Regions from separate parts of the Sus scrofa genome. Here region 2 is linked to region 1. A link is a contact called in public HiChIP or PLAC-seq data. All regions are on one chromosome and are shown on one strand. Each heading gives the region's core, a stretch centred on a gene start, on an enhancer-like site or on the middle of the called end of the contact. The rest is flanking DNA. Distances are from core to core; before and after follow the strand shown. Region 1 holds the start of SMIM15 (small integral membrane protein 15). Region 2 holds the start of ZSWIM6 (zinc finger SWIM domain-containing protein 6).

Region 1 (7,905 bases), core at 3,474-5,973:
GGGCATCTCTTATTATTGTCAGAACATAATACAACAGTTTGGTACTTTAACATGAGCTTCACAAATTCCTGAGATTTAAGATTATTTCTTGATTTGTTCAAACACTTAACAGTTTTATTTGTAGGTGACAATGCCATATCTTGGATTCAATTATTCAAAACAATATTCTAAGTATTGTGGTAACTGATCTCATACAGCTTACATTCTAGTGGGAAAAAATAAACAATAAATCAGTAAATAAGATGTCAGATGGAATTGCTGTGAAAAAGTAAAAGTGATAGGGTTAGAGAGGGCTTTTGTGAGGAGCTATCACCTGATTTGAAACCTCTAGGAAGTTAGTAACCCTGCCAAGATATGAGAATAATGTTCCAAACAATATTTCGCTAAGGTAAGTTTAACTAATTATTTTGATATATACTTGCATGCTTTTGAATTATATTACTTTTCACTGCTTTCTGTTGAATATTTTTGTTCTTATTTTGAAGACAAATTCTATCTTTAAAAAGCTTTTCATTAGCTCTTTAGTTGGTATATTCCATAAAGTTTAAGATGCCTGCACTCTAATTTAATCAGATATTTCATTATATTAGCTAATTATTTAGTTTGGATGTGCTTTTGCCAAATTACATTTAACAATGGGTGAAAAATAATAATACTTAAAAAAAAAGTCTTTGTGTTACTGGTTAGGTCTAAATGAATTTTGCAGAAAATAATAATTTGGTGAAGCTTTCTTTGTAGGTAAAATACCCTGAAAGCAAACTGGCAGAGTATGACCCACTCAGATGAGGCTGAAAGGGGGTTGGAAGATGGAGTGAATCACTGATAGGCTGGTCTAATAGTAGTGAAAATGCCCAAGAGAGAAATAGAGACTGACAGACAGGTCTCGTATATGGGATGAAGAAGTAAATCCACTGGCAAGGTTGTAGAAAACCTACATCACGCTATCTCTCTGAGACATGCTGCCACCACCTGGGCAAAAGGCAATTTTGAAGAACAGGAAGACTTTAGTTGTAATTAATTAACAACTGTAGGATAAAAAAACATTTTCAATCAGACACAACTTAGAATAGATTTACAAGGAGATCCTGCTGAATAGCATTGAGAACTATGTCCAGACACTCATGTTGCAACAGAACAAAGGGTGGGGAAAAAAATGTAATTGTAATGTATACATGTAAGGATAACTTGATCCCCTTGCTGTACAGTGGGAAAATAAAAATAAATAAATAAATAAATTTAAAATCGTGGACAAAAAAAACAACAAACAAAAAACAAAAAAACATTTTCACTTTATGAAGCCAGAACTTTTGTCTAGTCTTTGGACAATAAAAAAGAGCAGGGGAGTTCCCATTGTGGTGCAGTAGAAAGGAATCCCACTAGTATCTGAGGATGCAGGTTTGATCCCTGGCTTTGCTCAGTGGGTCACTGATCTCGTGTTGCCGTGAGCTGTGGTCTAGGTCACAGATGCAGCTCAGATCCCGCGCTGCTGCAGCCGTGGGCATAGGCCGGCAGCTGTGGGCATAGGCTGGCAGCTGTGGCTCCAATTCGACCCTATCCTGGGAACTTCCATATGCTGCAGGTGCAACCCTAAAAAGCCAAAAACAAAACAAAACAAAACAAAAAAGCAGGGATTTGGGGGGCCAGATCAGTTTAGAATCCTGCTCTACTTAAGTCTCTGGTTTCTTACCTGTAAAATGGGTATAAGAGCTATCACCCTGCAGTTGTTTACCCTCAGGATTAGTGAAAACAGATGCAAAGCATCTAGTCTACTCAAAAAATAGCTTTTAAAAAATTATTATTCTGCAGTATAATCTTCCAAATATCACTAAAACCTGGCTATTACTTTTTTTTTTCTTTACATCTAGAAAGTGGGGGACCAGGAGACACTCTGTTCCACAGAACAAAAGGCACCTAGGCTTTAGCCCACACGCCTTTTATTAAGGAAGGTATGTAGGTGAATGGCTATTACTTTTTAGTAACACAAATGTACCTATTAGGAAATACATCTGCATTGTGTTTTATGGAAGGAAAAAACTCACAAAATAAAACTTAGGGAAGAAACCAATTCCATCAAAATACATCAAATATGTGAAGTGTTACTGCAGGGAAATAAGCACAAAACTTTCAGCAGGTAAGAAAGTTCTCAAAATCTTAAGTCAGGTCTAGATTATTATAATAGAATCTTATTCAGGTTTTATTGATTCACAATTTTGAGTCAGAGTGAAATGTACCATTCAAGAGAAAAAGACTTAAACAACAAATGAAAGACTAGGACTTACTTTCTTAAGAGGAGAAAACTCAGATATTCATAAGGCTCCATTTTCAAAATATAAATGCAATAGAGTAATTGGTGCAGATGGTGCTCATATGCCACAAAGACTTGGTCTTATCCAAAGACAAACCCTCCTTAATAGTGTAAGGTTTAATGTGGATAAAGTTACATAAATAGTAAGATTTTATTTCTTAAAAACAAATACAAGCAGACTTGCCTTGTTTAGAATAACAAGGTACTCTGAAAGACATGTGAGAGAATAGAAACCCAATTAAGTATCTTTCAAATAGAGAATAAGCCCTTAAGAAAACTGGCTAAGATGTTTACACTAAATTTCTTATTCGCTGCTGCTCAAGCATAAGTCAGAAAAAATGGCCAAAACAGATCCAACAAACAGAATTTCCAAGCTCAAAGAACCTCAGAGATAACTTAGTACCTTTCCACATATAAAAGAGGAAACAGGCTTAGAGTTTTAGAATGACTTATCAGATCAGCAGAGACAAGGCCTGTGAATCTCAACTCATAAGCTAAGGCTCCTCACTCTAAAAAGCAGTCTTCAGTATCTGAGCCGATCTTGATGCCATCTTTTATTAAGGCAACGCAGGTAGCAGTAGGGCGCTCAGCTCTGGCAACCCATATGCTATTCCTGGGCTTGCAGGCTGCCTTAGAACTAGAAGCTAGATAAGTAATTAGAGTATGAAAGCCTGGTTTATACTAGAGCCGAAGAGCTACAGAGGATTCCTTCTCATGTGCCTTTTCTTCAGGTCCAAGACTCCTATGCATTTCTTTTTTTTGTTTGTTTTGTTTTTTTGTTTTTTTGCCATTTCTTGGGCCGCTCCCGTGGCATATGGAGTTTCCCAGGCTAGCGGTCAAATCGGAGCTGTAGCTGCCGGCCTACACCAGAGCCACAGCAACGCGGGATCCGAGTCGCATCTGCGACCTACACCACAGCTCACGGCAACGCCAGATCAATAACCCACTAAGCAAGGGCAGGGATCGAACTGAGACCTCATGGTTCCTAGTTGGATTCGTTAACCACTGCGCCACGACGGGAACTCCCTCCTATGCATTTCATATGGGATGCAGCAGAGCAAACTATTGGGAAGGCAGTAATTAGGAAAACTGTCTAACCACAATTAAAATAACACACATATTGGCCTCTGGAGTGAAGGACGTTAAAAATAAATTATGATCCTCTTCTGGAATTACTATTTGAGCAAGTTTTTAAAAAAAAAAAATCACGTAAGATTACCAGCAGCAAGTCAAGTTTTCAATACACAAAATCCAGTGACTGAGTCTGCTTTTTCTGGCTACTACAGGTACAGGCTAGGTCCAAGCAGCACAAGCTTTGAAACCATCATCCAAGTTTTCAAACAAGAATGACTAAGAAAACAACTGCTGCTAATACAACATACAAACATTAACATATGCCCAACGAACAGTATTTTAGATCATTAGATTATTTGCCAAAAGACTGTTCCCTGGTAAATAATAGTTACTGTTGTTATACCTAAACTAGTTATACATGTTACAGCTTGCTCCTCAAAGGGAACATTCTATAGTCTTTGAAGAATAAAAACCTGCTTTATTTGGCACACAAGAGTGAAGAGGTCTTGCAACATTTTAAGAAGTAGTCAAACAGAGCAGTTCAGTGCAAGCGATCACAAAATTTGATCACTAACCAAACCAGAGTTAATCTCTCAGTTCCTGTAGATTAGAAGACAGTATTAACTTACTCTGCTTGTTTACTTTTGCATCCCTTTGTGTATTGTAAGAACAAGTACCTCTGTGGGAACTCTATGCTCAGACAGCTTAACTATTTATCAAGTTTACTTTGGACAAGTATCGATCATTCTTTTGTGAAATGAGTGAGGTTCTTAAAATAAAACCCTTCTTTACACAGCATGGCTGCATTTTCCCTTAGTAAGAAGGTTCAGTGGATCCACCAAGGGCCGGCTGCTGCTTTGTCTCCTCGATGTGAGGCTTTAATATTGTCCAACTAGAAGATGAGAGGGGCAAAGGGTGGAGTGTGAACCAGAGGGACTCGCTAGAATCCTTCAGGAGTCGCTGTGTGACCCTCACCTTGACTCTGGGCGGTTTGTGGGAACCAACTCCTTTCTTGCTGCAGCTCTTTGGTCGGAGTTTTCGGGGGTCACCGATCTCACCCACCGGGGCCCTCAGCCCACGGCCCGGCTCCTGCAAGGGAGCGGCTGTTGCCCCGCTGACTTCGGGGGCAAAAGTAGGGGCCCCTCAGTGCTTCCACACCGGCTCTCGGAGGTCGGAACCCACCCGCGCCTCAGGCAGGGGGCCGCCCCTGTAGGAGGCTCGGGTCTTGGGCCCAGAGCCACAGACCAGCAAGGAGCCGCCGCTGGCCCCACGCGGCCTCACCTGCCACTACCCGGAAGCCGGGCGCCGCCCCGCCCTCCCCGCGTCCTCTAAGTCCGGATCTTGGGACCCACAGAGCAATGGCGCAGCCGGAAACTGGCCCCTCGACTTCCTCAGGCCGGATCCAGGCGAAGGCCGGCCTGTGGGCGGGTCGGGAAAGCCGCCGCTTCCGTCTTCCTGCTTCCGGCCTGGCGGTGAGTGGGGAGCAGGGTTAGGAGCTCAACGTTCCGGGCACGATGTAAGGAGGCTGGTGGTGCCAGCTGCCGAGATCTTGCCCCCATGCCCAGCGGTCGCGGATAGTGCGCCCGCTACGCGAGGTGTGGCGGGGACGACCCTGCATACCCGCGGACTGCCCGCTCTGCGAGCCCCGCTGGGCCCGCGCTCCCAGAGGCGGAGGGTCGGGTGAGCTTGGCCCCAGGGGCGGGCGGCCGGGTTGGATCAGGAAGAGTGAGCGAGGGAGACAAGTTCGGACGGCAGTGAGGTGCCATCAGTTGCATCTTTAGGCCCCGCGCGGGTCTGGTACGGAGAGCAAGTCCGGTTGACCCCTTTCGGAAGGTAGAAGAGTAATATTTATTCCTTAAAGTGTAGAGGAGCAGACGTTTGTGTCGAAATTGAGGGGCACCGAAGTTGCGTGTCCTGTGGACGGTAACTCTTCTCTGTGATAATGGCTAAAACTTTGCTAGAACTAGGTCTTTTACTTCCGCTTTCCTTTTATTGCAGAGTTCTTTTGCTTATTTCTGAGTATTGCATTAGTTAATTCATTAGTGGGCTAGAGAAGCTAAAGAAACATATCAGTAGAGCCTAGTTTAGGTGGGAGCGGACGAATTGGGGGGCAGGGGAAGCTAAGACGGTATCTTAGTCACTTTAATGTGTCTTCAGTTGAAAATACGGAGAAATTGTGATAGGATATAATTAAAGCCAACGATGGTAGTTTTATTTAGGTGATGAGATTGTGGGTGATTTGCTTTACTTATCTCTGATAAAGAACACAAATTGTATAATAGAGAGACAAAAAAAAAAAAAAAAACCTTTAAAGAGTAAGGCAGTATTTGATTTTGCGATTGTATACCTAACCCTGTAAGCAAATAATTGACGTTTTAGTAAATGTTATTGATCTTATGAGTAAAAAATTTTATTGTTGAAATAAGTAATTTAGTAAAATATTTGATCTCTAGTAATTAGGATTTTCTTAGAGGGCATTTGCAATTGTGTAATTATTTCTTTCTCTAAATTAGAAATAGCTATTAAATGTATATAATGTGCCAGGCAATTTTACATGTCATTTATAAGTTGTATAGAATTATAATTATCCTTAAAGATGTGACTTTAATTTTTTTCTTTTATCTAGTCTTTTCAACCCAACCAGGACATAGAATTTAAGCCTTCTCTCCTAAGTGTATGGTAGAACTAAAGACGACAACTAAGGGTCACCTGACATTGTGATTGGCTGATAATCCCAGGACAAAATTACTATTCAAGCATAAGGTAGATGATTTTTTTAATCCCAGGTGAAATTTTAATTGACTGTATACACACCCATTCCTACCCAGATATTCTAATTCTACACTTTGAATAGAGATGACACAAACCTGAAAGGCTGAAAAGCCTCTGAAGCAAAAGAGAAAAATGTCACTCAAATCCATAACATCCGAATTTGCTAGATGATCCTTCCTTACCAACCCCAAATGGAACAAAATGCATGGCACCTGTAATTTTTTCATTTATTAAATGTGTTCTCATTTACTGAATCATGTCCTTAAAGCTGAAAGAGGTCATAAACTAGCATGTCACACCTTTTGCTTATATCTCTTTATATATGAATGGATATTTCTGTGGTTTTCTTTTTTTTTCCATATTGTAATATTCGAAATGCCCAGGAAATATATTTTATTTTATTTTATTTTCCCTCTGTGGTTTTCTTACTCTCTTGTTTCATTCCTGGTCACACCCATCCATTATCTCCCTTTCACCAAGCATTTCACATACTCTGTGCCTTGTTCTTTGCATACACCAAATTTGATGATTGTGCTTTTGTTAATTAGTATTTAATATGTTCTTGCATACACCAAATTTGATGATTGTGCTTTTGTTAATTAGTACTTAATATGTTCTTTGCATACACCAAATTTGATTATTGTACTTTTGTTAATAAGATTGTACTTTTGTTAATTAGTACTAGGACTATGTCAAAAAAAATGACAAACAGAACTCAGCTGTTTTTTGGAATGAGCACATAAAACTCTAGATTCTTATAAAACTCTGCTGCTAAGTTTGTCTTGAATATAGGAGGCATGTGAGAATGCATAGTCCTTATGACAGATTCCACATGGTTTTTACTTGTACCTCCTATACCGTCACATCTTTTAAGTGTCATTTTTCTGGTTGCCTAGTTGAATTATTTTTTCTTATTGGAAATATTAATTCTTATTAAAATAGTACTAATTGGTACTTTTTAAAAACAAAAAAACTGTTGAGTGATAATGGAATTTTGAGTTAACTGTCTAACTTTTTCAAAATGTGATTAACCATATAGTCTTTTCTCTTGTTGTCCCCCTCCCCCACCCTCCTTTTCTCAAGACTGCTACAAAGATGTTTGATATAAAAGCTTGGGCTGAGTATGTTGTGGAATGGGCTGCAAAGGACCCATATGGCTTCCTTACAACAGTTATTTTGGCCCTTACTCCATTGTTTCTAGCAAGTGCTGTACTGTCCTGGAAATTGGCCAAAATGATCGAGGCCAGGGAAAAGGAGCAAAAGAAGAAACAAAAACGTCAAGAAAATATTGCAAAAGCTAAACGACTAAAAAAAGATTGAAGGAATGAACAAGCTCTGCAACTAGAGGAAAATCGTTTGGAAAATTATGCAGCTCTGGAAGGACCACTAAGGTTTCTTTTCTGGACCTTATGACAGTATTATCTAGTAAACGAAGCCTGAGCATATGGAAGAATCATGTTAGTTCTCACCTGTACTATAGCAACTTTTAGGCTTTGGTGTGGAAGTCTCTTGACAGTTATCGTAAATTGGCATTTATGCTACAAAGTATTTAGTCATTTGTCTTTTTGCAGTTTAAGTACTAAAATGAAAACATCCTGTGGATAAAAATGACTTTAGAACGTGAACTCTATTCAAATAATGGCTTAAAATGGGGTCCTGTTCTGGACAAAGGAAGTTAAAAATGTAAAAATCAGAATTGTCCTAACATGAAAAGTGTGCTTTAGCTGAAAAGAGATAGAGTATATTACTTACAT
Region 2 (7,905 bases), core at 2,397-4,896, 150 kb before region 1:
GAACAGTTCTGCACCAATTAAATATTACTTACAACCACTACACCAAAGGTTTAATTATTTTCCTTTAAATTTCTTCTTAAACTCTAGGAGTTGAAAAATAAGCAAGTATGTTTAATTTCTGGGAGGTCCCAATGCTCTGTCCCTTGATCCTTAAATAATCTTCAACAGTACAACTGTAAAATAAAGTCCAACAACTAGACTGTCTGTAGCTGCAATTGAGTAATCTCTACAAAAGTCAATGAATACTTTCTGTACAAACTTGTACTTTTGCAATACTAGAAAACTACTTATGATGCTATCAACACAGTATTCTGACCTTTTCCATTTCAGGTTATGAAGTGAAATGGAGTTCTACCTCAAATCACAAAATTATAAAATAAGCCTCACATTAGTTCCAATTCAAACCACCACTTGGAGCTAAATTAGATGGTTAATCTAGCCACTCTCTCCCTTCTTCATCAAGAAAAGTCCTGGTCATAAATTTTCTATCTCACAGTGCCAGCTGCTAGGCATTCAACAGCCTTCCATCTCTAAGCTGACTGGCACAACAAGTAATACAACTTGGAAGTTAAGGAAACTGCCAGAATTCAGAGGAGGAAAAAAGAACATTTTCCACAATATGTACAGCACTTGTTTAGCTGTAAGTGTTTCTGAACGGGCGGTAAACCTTCAAGCTATATGAGAAGCATCATACTACTTCATATCAACCACTGCCAACTCCATTCAGTGGCCTTCTTCCCCTCTGGGGACTATTCAAAAAGTTACTATTTTCTTTTACAACTCACCCAGGCCTCTTCACCAATGAAAGCAGGCAAAGCCCACGCTGTGTGTCTGTCTCCTAGAGAAGATTGCATCTTTTATTTATCGTCCCTTGGCTTTATTTTCACAGTGAATTCCTGGCTTAAATGCAATCAGCCAAGAAACCCTCCCTATGTGCTCTTCTGTCATTCCTCATTGCTTGCAAGCAGAGTCAAGCACAGAGAGGGAGGGAGAAAAAAAAAAAAAAAAACTCAACACTGCCAGCCAAGCCATAAAAACTCACAAACTCTAGTTTGTTATACTGAGAAACTATGGATGTGTTTCAATCCATTTCAACCAGGCAGAAAACGAAAGGGGGGGGGGCGGTGATGCGCTGTGTAACATGAAAGAATGTTAATTAGATTTTTTTAAAAAATGGATGGATGGATAACCTCAGAAGTTAAATCCTCCTCTAGATTTAGGAAAGGGTATCTCACCTAGAAAAGGCAACACTGGGGGCTGCCTTAGAAATAAATGACCATGCAGAAAATCACATTTGCAGATTGCATTAGAATTCAAATTAACCAGACAGGATTAAAACAAATCTTAATTCTCTCTTGGGGCCCCTACCCAGACCCCCACCCGACTCCCAAAAAGAAAGATAAAAGGAACTGACTAAGGAAAGAAGATTAAATTAAAAATCAGAGACAGTGACGCTTGCAAATCTCGCCCCATTCATTAGGAAAAATGTTCACCACCACAATCTAAATAGACAGCAATATGAGAGGGAGTAGAAAATACACTGCTTGCAATTAGAACAAAAATATGGGGAAAGGGGAGCTTCACTACAGCATTGTTCTTTTCAGTCCAGCTCAAACACCCATGACTATAGCTTTAAAAAAAAAAAAAAATTGACCAGAAAAACACACTGGAAGGTGGGGGGAGGGGGGAGAACAGAGAAAGCTCTTAAAACTCGGTATTTGAGAAAACTCTCATGGTCTGTCAGAGAAAGGAGGGCTGTGCAGCTTTAAATCACAAGTCCTTCTCTCGCCTTTGTCAAATATCTTCTACTTTACAAGCCCTGAAAAGAAATAGAGACTCTTTTGTTTGGTTTCCCCTTTTCGGAGGTGACAGAAAACTGAAAGGAACACAAATAAACCTGAAAATGAGAACAAAGTGCGAGGTCGTGCCCGGCTGCCAGGCGGTCGCTCCGGGCGGGACGCGGGAGCAGCCTCGGAGCCCCTCCGCCTCGCGCTCCTGCAGCCGCCGGCCGCGAGCCCCGGGCCGTCACTGCTCCCCGCGGCTCGCACGGAGCGCGACCCCCGGCCCCTCGCGCAAAGAGAACTCTGGCGGGAGGAAACCCGGGCATGCCTCGGAAAGGGGAAGAGCCAGCCGCTCCCGGCCCGGCTCGCGCCCTTTAATTCGGGGGGCGTCTTCGGCGGGAGAGATCCCTCAGGAGAGGCGTCCAGCCCGCCGCCCGCGCAGCTCCCACAGGGCAAGGCGCGGAGCGAAGGACATTTAAATCCCGGGGCGACCGGCGGAGCTCGTCCGGGCCAGCCCAGACGCCGCAGCGACCCCTGGAGCGCCACGGCCGCCAGCCCGTCGAAGCCCTGAGAGGAGCGGCCGCCGAGTGGCATTAAAATGTATTTTCCTCCCCTCAAATCGAGGGGGCGGGGAGGGAGGGGGAGAGGAGAAAGAAAGACGCTCAGCGAGCCACAGACAAGGAAAGAGAGGAGAGAGAGCATAGAGCTCGGCCCGGCCGCCCGCTCGGCACCGGCCGGCATTGTCTGTGCGGCCCGCGCCCCCTCCCCCGCCCCGCACGGCCCCGCCACACACACCCTCCGCCGGAGCCCGGCCGTCCGCCGGTGCCTTTGTCCACATTCACCCCCCAAAACAGGCGAGCAGGGCTCCAGGACGTGCTCCGGGGGAGGAGGGGGAGGAATGGAGGGGACCGGGAGCACCCGACACCCACCCCGCCGACCCCGCGGCGGGGCGCGTCCTGCTGATTCATTTCCCACTCGCGCTGGCCCGTCCGGGGAGACAGGGGGCGGGGAGGGGCGGGGAGGAAATGGGCGCTCCACTCAGGAGGACTGTCCGGGCCGGTGAGGGCACCGGGCGGGGTGCGGGCGCGCGCTGCGCTGAGGGGCTGCCCAGAGGGGAGGGGGCGGGCGCCCCCCTGAGGGACTGACCGACGGACAGACGGCCCCCAGACTGCCCCGTGACTCACCGACTTGCAGGACGTTGTCGACGCAGCCGCTTTCCAGCAGCGCGATGCCCCGGCGGAAGGGCAGCCGTGTCTCATCGCCGCCGTCCGCCGACCCGGCGGCCCCCACCGACGGGGCCCCGGCCCCGGCGGCGGCGGCAGCGGCGGCGGCGGCGGCGGCCGAGGTGGCGGCCGGCGAGGACGAGGAGCCGCCGCCGCCCGCGCCGCCCGCGCCGCCGCCGGGGCCGCCGCTGTCGTCGCCGGGGCCGCCCGCGGCGCCGCCGCCGGTGTTGAAGGACGAGTACATGCAGATCTCCCGCTCGCTGCGGGGGAAGGACCAGTAGACGATGCGGCGCTGCACCGGCTCCGGGATGCGCTCAAAGCGCTCCTCCACGCGCTGGAACGGCCACTTCTCAGCCACCTTGCGCGCAGCGATGTCCAGCAGCGACTCGGGGCTCTGGGTCTTGCCCGGTGGCAGCAGCCCCAACGCTGCGCCGCCCCCGCACACCGCTGCCGCCGCACCGCCCGCCCGCGGGCCCGGCCGACAGGCAGAGCTGTAACCGCCACCCGCTCCTCCGCCGCCGCTGCTGGCCCCGCCGCCGCTGCCGCCGCCGCCGCCGCCGCCCGGCCGGCAGCAGAGCCGTTTCGCGGGAGGAGGCTGCTGTCCGCGCTCCGCCATGACCGCGCCGCTTCTAACCCGACAGCGGAAGTGCCGAGACCCTATAAACGGCACAAGGAAGCGCGACACGCACACGCCGCCGCGACGCCACGCTGCCATCTAGGGCCCGCCGCTCCTTGTATGGGCACAAGAGGCGAGGCCTTCTCCATGACGTCCTGGCTGAGGCGGGGCACCGATAGGGGGACCTAGGGCCAGGGGCGGGCCCTATGCAAATCGCTGGGCTGAAACATAAATAGAGCACTCCGCGGACACCAGGGTAGCGGGGGCGGTGGGGTTGGGTGCCGGTGGGGTTGTGAGAATGTCAGGCTGCTGTGACGCGGAGGGGCGGGGCTCTGGCAGGGTTCCCGCGGGAGGGGGCGGGCCGCCAGGCCTGGCCTAAGGTGGGTGGGTCTTTGCGCCCCTAGCCTACTCAACTTACCCCTCCAATTCCCTGCCATCCTTTGATGTCCTGCAAGTGAGGACGCGCCTCGTGGGTCGCAGCGGGGAGGGAAGGGGAGATAGGAGGTGAGTAAGGAGGAGGTGTCCGAGCTAAATGGAGGGCGGGGCCGGCGGGTCGATGCCCCACCCCCCCATCAGAGCCTGCCCGCCGGGGGAAAAGCCTCTGGGCGGAGGAGGCGCTTTCAAAACAAAGAAATGCGGCGTGGAACCCCGGGGACCGGGGTGGAGAGGAAGGCGGAGGAGGTGCGGCTGAAGCTGCCCGGCCGCCCGCTTCCCCTCCAGTCAGACCGGAGGAACTCCCCCCACCCCCAGCCCAGGCTGCGGCGCCGGAGAAAAGGGAGGAGGCTGCGTTCCGCGGCTGTTTTCCAGTTCACTTTTGCAAACCTAGGCGGAGGAGGAGAGCACCAGCCCCGCTGCCCCTCGTGGCTGCAGTGCACCCAGCCCCGAGCTCCAAGTCCGCTCTGTCTCGGCTCCTGAGCCTGCCAAAGTGTCCGATAAAGCGCAGAGCGCTCCGAACCTGCCCAGTAGCAGTGCGACTTGCGTCCGGAGCCAGCCACAGCCGCCCCGCCCTCGCGCTTCCTCAGCCCCGCGGGCGAGGAAGCCGGCCCGCTCGCCGGCGCGGAGCTGGGGAACTTGAACCGGCCCTTGTCGCCCCCGCGGCCGCGCTGCGGATACACCAGTCCATGCCTGAGAGTGATCGGGCTCGTAGTGGAGGGCACCCGGGGGCAGTGGGTTTAGCAAACACACCTTTGTGAGTACAGACACCACGGGCGGGCGCGCGCGCGCGCGCACACACACACACACACACCCTACGGGCCCGAGCGCACAGCCCAGCAACTGCAGACGGCGCGCCCCGGCTGCTCCGCAGCGGACGGCGGCTGCGAGCGCGCTTGGTGCGCACTTGAATCTGGCACGCCTCGGCCCCAGGCGTCGGGCTGAGGGGAGCCCTGGCGCTCGGGATGTGCGCCGCGCTCTCTGCCGCCCCGAGCGGCCCATCCTCCAGGGTAAAGGCAGCGTGCAGGGCGGGCGAACAGAGGACACAGCTTGCTGGGGCCAGGGCCAGGGTAGAAGCGGAGAGTCCCAGGCTGAACCAGGAACGCTACGGACGTTGTTTTTCGCACTCAGCAGAGCTCCGTCGAACCTGGGTCCAAGACACAGACTTAATTATCACGTTAGAGACACCCTTACTCTTTGCCCTGCCTTCTGTTTTTGCTGTAAACCATGTCACTGATACTGTCGCTGTTGTAGAAGATAAACCCTATCTTCTTTGACACTCGCATCTTTTAAGGTTATTGGAGGAGAGCCACCTGCCTCCTCGTTGCTTGGATTTAAAGGGGTAAGAGCGCTCCTGAGTTTTAAAAAATCGTCCACTCAGGGCCGGGCCCCGGAGACCTAGAGCTCCACGTCTTGGTTCTTTCCCTCTTCAGGCCTCACCAAGCCCCAGACTGCAGGTTCCCAGGGGACCTGATGCTGGCCGACTTTCCATAGCTGCCTTACTTGTTAGGAAAATTTTGGTGACATTATGTTTTTGTATATCCATCTGGTATTTTTCTGGGCACCTCCTCAATGCTTAGGAAAAGGCCTGGGCAGAAAACTGGAAGAATATCTTTATGGGCAAAAGGGAGGGGGAAGGTTTTTCCTCCAGTTGTTCCATTTCTGGGTTTCTTGAAAAATAAAAAGATTTTAATTTTTAAAAATATAGGTGATAAAAGAAGAAAGTCGAAAAGTAAAATGTGGCTTCTGTTCTATCCTCAAACAGTAATGACAGGATTTAGGTTTGTGTAATACTGTGTAGATTACCAAGCATATTCATACACATACAGGCAGAACCGCTGAACTGGAAAGTTAAAGATGACAAAATTCATACCTCTAGACAGGATAAGTGACTCATTCAAGATCCTGTGAAGTGTCAGTGGAAGAAATTAATTCATATTGCACAGGAAAGTAGACCTCTTTGGCAGTGCCTAATGTTTAGAGATCTTGATTTTGTATTGAACCAAAGAGACTGTATTTAAGGCATCATCCTACACTGGAGGGATTTCATTCAACTCTCTGTTCAAAGATGAATCCAGAGCCACCAACTCAGCCTAACCCAATTTTCCCTCTCTACTAGTCTCTCTCTCTCTCTTTTTTATTTATTTATTTATTTATTTATTTATGTCTTTTCTGTCTTTTTAGGGCCACACCCACAGCATATGGATTTTCCCAGGCTAGGGGTCTAATTGGAGCTGTTGCGACCAGCCTACACCAGAGCCACAGCAACGCCAGTTCCGAGCCATGTCTGCGACCTACACCACAATGCCAGATCCTTAACCCACTGAGCAAGGCCAGGGATTGAATCCAAAACCTCATGGTTCCTAGTCAGATTCGTTTGTGCTGTACCACGAGGGGAACTCCTCTACTAGTCTTTTATAATGAGACTACTCGCTCTGTCTTGAGCTGTCCTCCTCTCTCTGGTTTTCCTGACACTCTTCTGTCCCTTCAGTGTCTCCATCTCATCTTTCTCTGCCTTATTTTTAGGTTTCTTTTCTGCCAAACTGTTTAATGGACACCCTGCCCTGAAGCTTATAGAGGGGTCCTCTTCTCCATTTTTAGTGGCCTGCCCCTTGGAGAGTTTCCACCCAACCCAACTCACAACCGTGGTCTCTGCTTCAGTTCACTTATTTCTTCCTAGTGGCCAGCACCTTTTACCATTGTCACCTGAAACCCAAAATACCATATTTCCCAGAAACCAGGTTCTCTTACTTCCCCTAGATTGTTATTACTCTTGTCACCTGATCACAGGCCCCCGAGATTTATTCCTCTTCACCTTTGCCTGCAACTCCCATATAGGTTTACTTCCCACATTATCTATCCCAGCCCCTCTCACTCAGTCAGTTATTCTTCCTCTTCACTCTGCACAGCCTCCTCACTGAAATGTCTGTATAACCTTTCCTCCTGCAAATCCTCCTCCACCCAGCTGCTGTGCTTCCTAAAGTGTAATTCTCGTTGTGTCACCCTTCTGCTCATGTCCCTCTAAATGACTCTCTACCACCTACTAGGAAAAGTCCAAATTCAGATATGATCTTGACCAAACCCAAATTTCCAGCCTCATCTTTACTTAAAATCTCACAGAACTTCCAGTTCCTCAACAGGAATTCTATTATGTCCCATCAGGACTTCTCCGTGTTCCTCAGACATCATCCCAACCTTCCCACTCTGCACATTTGTTCAAAACGTTCCTGCTACCTATAACCTCTCTCTCTCTTCCCTTGTGACTTGTCAAATTCCTACCCTTTAAGGACTGGCTCAAATGCCACTTCCTCTGGGAAAATCTACCTGGATATGTGATCTCTCACTCCCCAAGCCCCTCTAACATTTTGGATCTTTCTTGTGACATTTATACCATTTTGCCTAGCATCACAGCTATGTTTACACTTGCTTGAGACATTCATCTTCTCTCTCTTCCCTGGTTAGAAATTCTCAAGGGTTGGGATTACGCCTTAGCCATCTCTGCAGTCCCAAGTGCCTAACACTGCACTGCAAGGCTTCTGTCTCCCCAGAGGTCAGCTGTGCTCACGAGCAAGGGAGAAGTAAGTGACATTATGTGATCTTTGGCTGATACTTTTGCCACATCTCATTTTTGAGATATTTACAATGGGTTTTTTTTTTTCTAGTGTGTAAAGAAATTATTACTAAATTATAATTGCCCTTTTCAAAGAGGCCCCTACCCTAGGGACCACATCAGGGCTAGAGGCCTCTGGTTATGCTCCAATGTTTACCATTAGGCAATGGTAGGAAATCAAAGTACAGAGAGTCTGCAACTTCCCAAATGCAGTGACTCATCATATCGTATCACACCACACCA

The links. HiChIP or PLAC-seq counts read pairs in DNA pulled down with a chosen protein or histone mark.
Region 2: an H3K27ac HiChIP or PLAC-seq map of alveolar macrophages shows a contact between it and region 1. The contact joins the promoter of ZSWIM6 here to the promoter of SMIM15 in region 1. A contact is called at or near these places in 2 of 5 promoter capture datasets (fetal liver and liver), 13 of 47 Hi-C or Micro-C datasets (alveolar macrophages, embryonic fibroblasts, fetal heart ventricle and 7 more) and 2 of 2 datasets of contacts at active chromatin or transcription factors (alveolar macrophages and skeletal muscle).

Annotation. Positions count from the first base shown.
Region 1 is chr16:39,955,460-39,963,364 of Sscrofa11.1, reverse strand. SMIM15 (small integral membrane protein 15) reads left to right here and starts at 4,723. Exons shown (of 3, transcript XM_003133993.5): 1 at 4,723-4,851; 2 at 6,006-6,142; 3 at 7,235-7,905. The coding sequence starts at 7,247. The coding sequence ends at 7,471. It overlaps LOC102161888 (a long non-coding RNA gene), which reads right to left and starts at 4,752. Exons shown (of 7, transcript XR_001301840.2): 1 at 4,355-4,752.
Region 2 is chr16:40,101,240-40,109,144 of Sscrofa11.1, reverse strand. ZSWIM6 (zinc finger SWIM domain-containing protein 6) reads right to left here and starts at 3,646. Exons shown (of 14, transcript XM_021076973.1): 1 at 2,966-3,646. The coding sequence starts at 3,620. LOC110257311 reads right to left here and starts at 2,959. Exons shown (of 1, transcript XM_021076974.1): 1 at 1-2,959. The coding sequence starts at 2,522. The coding sequence ends at 1,806.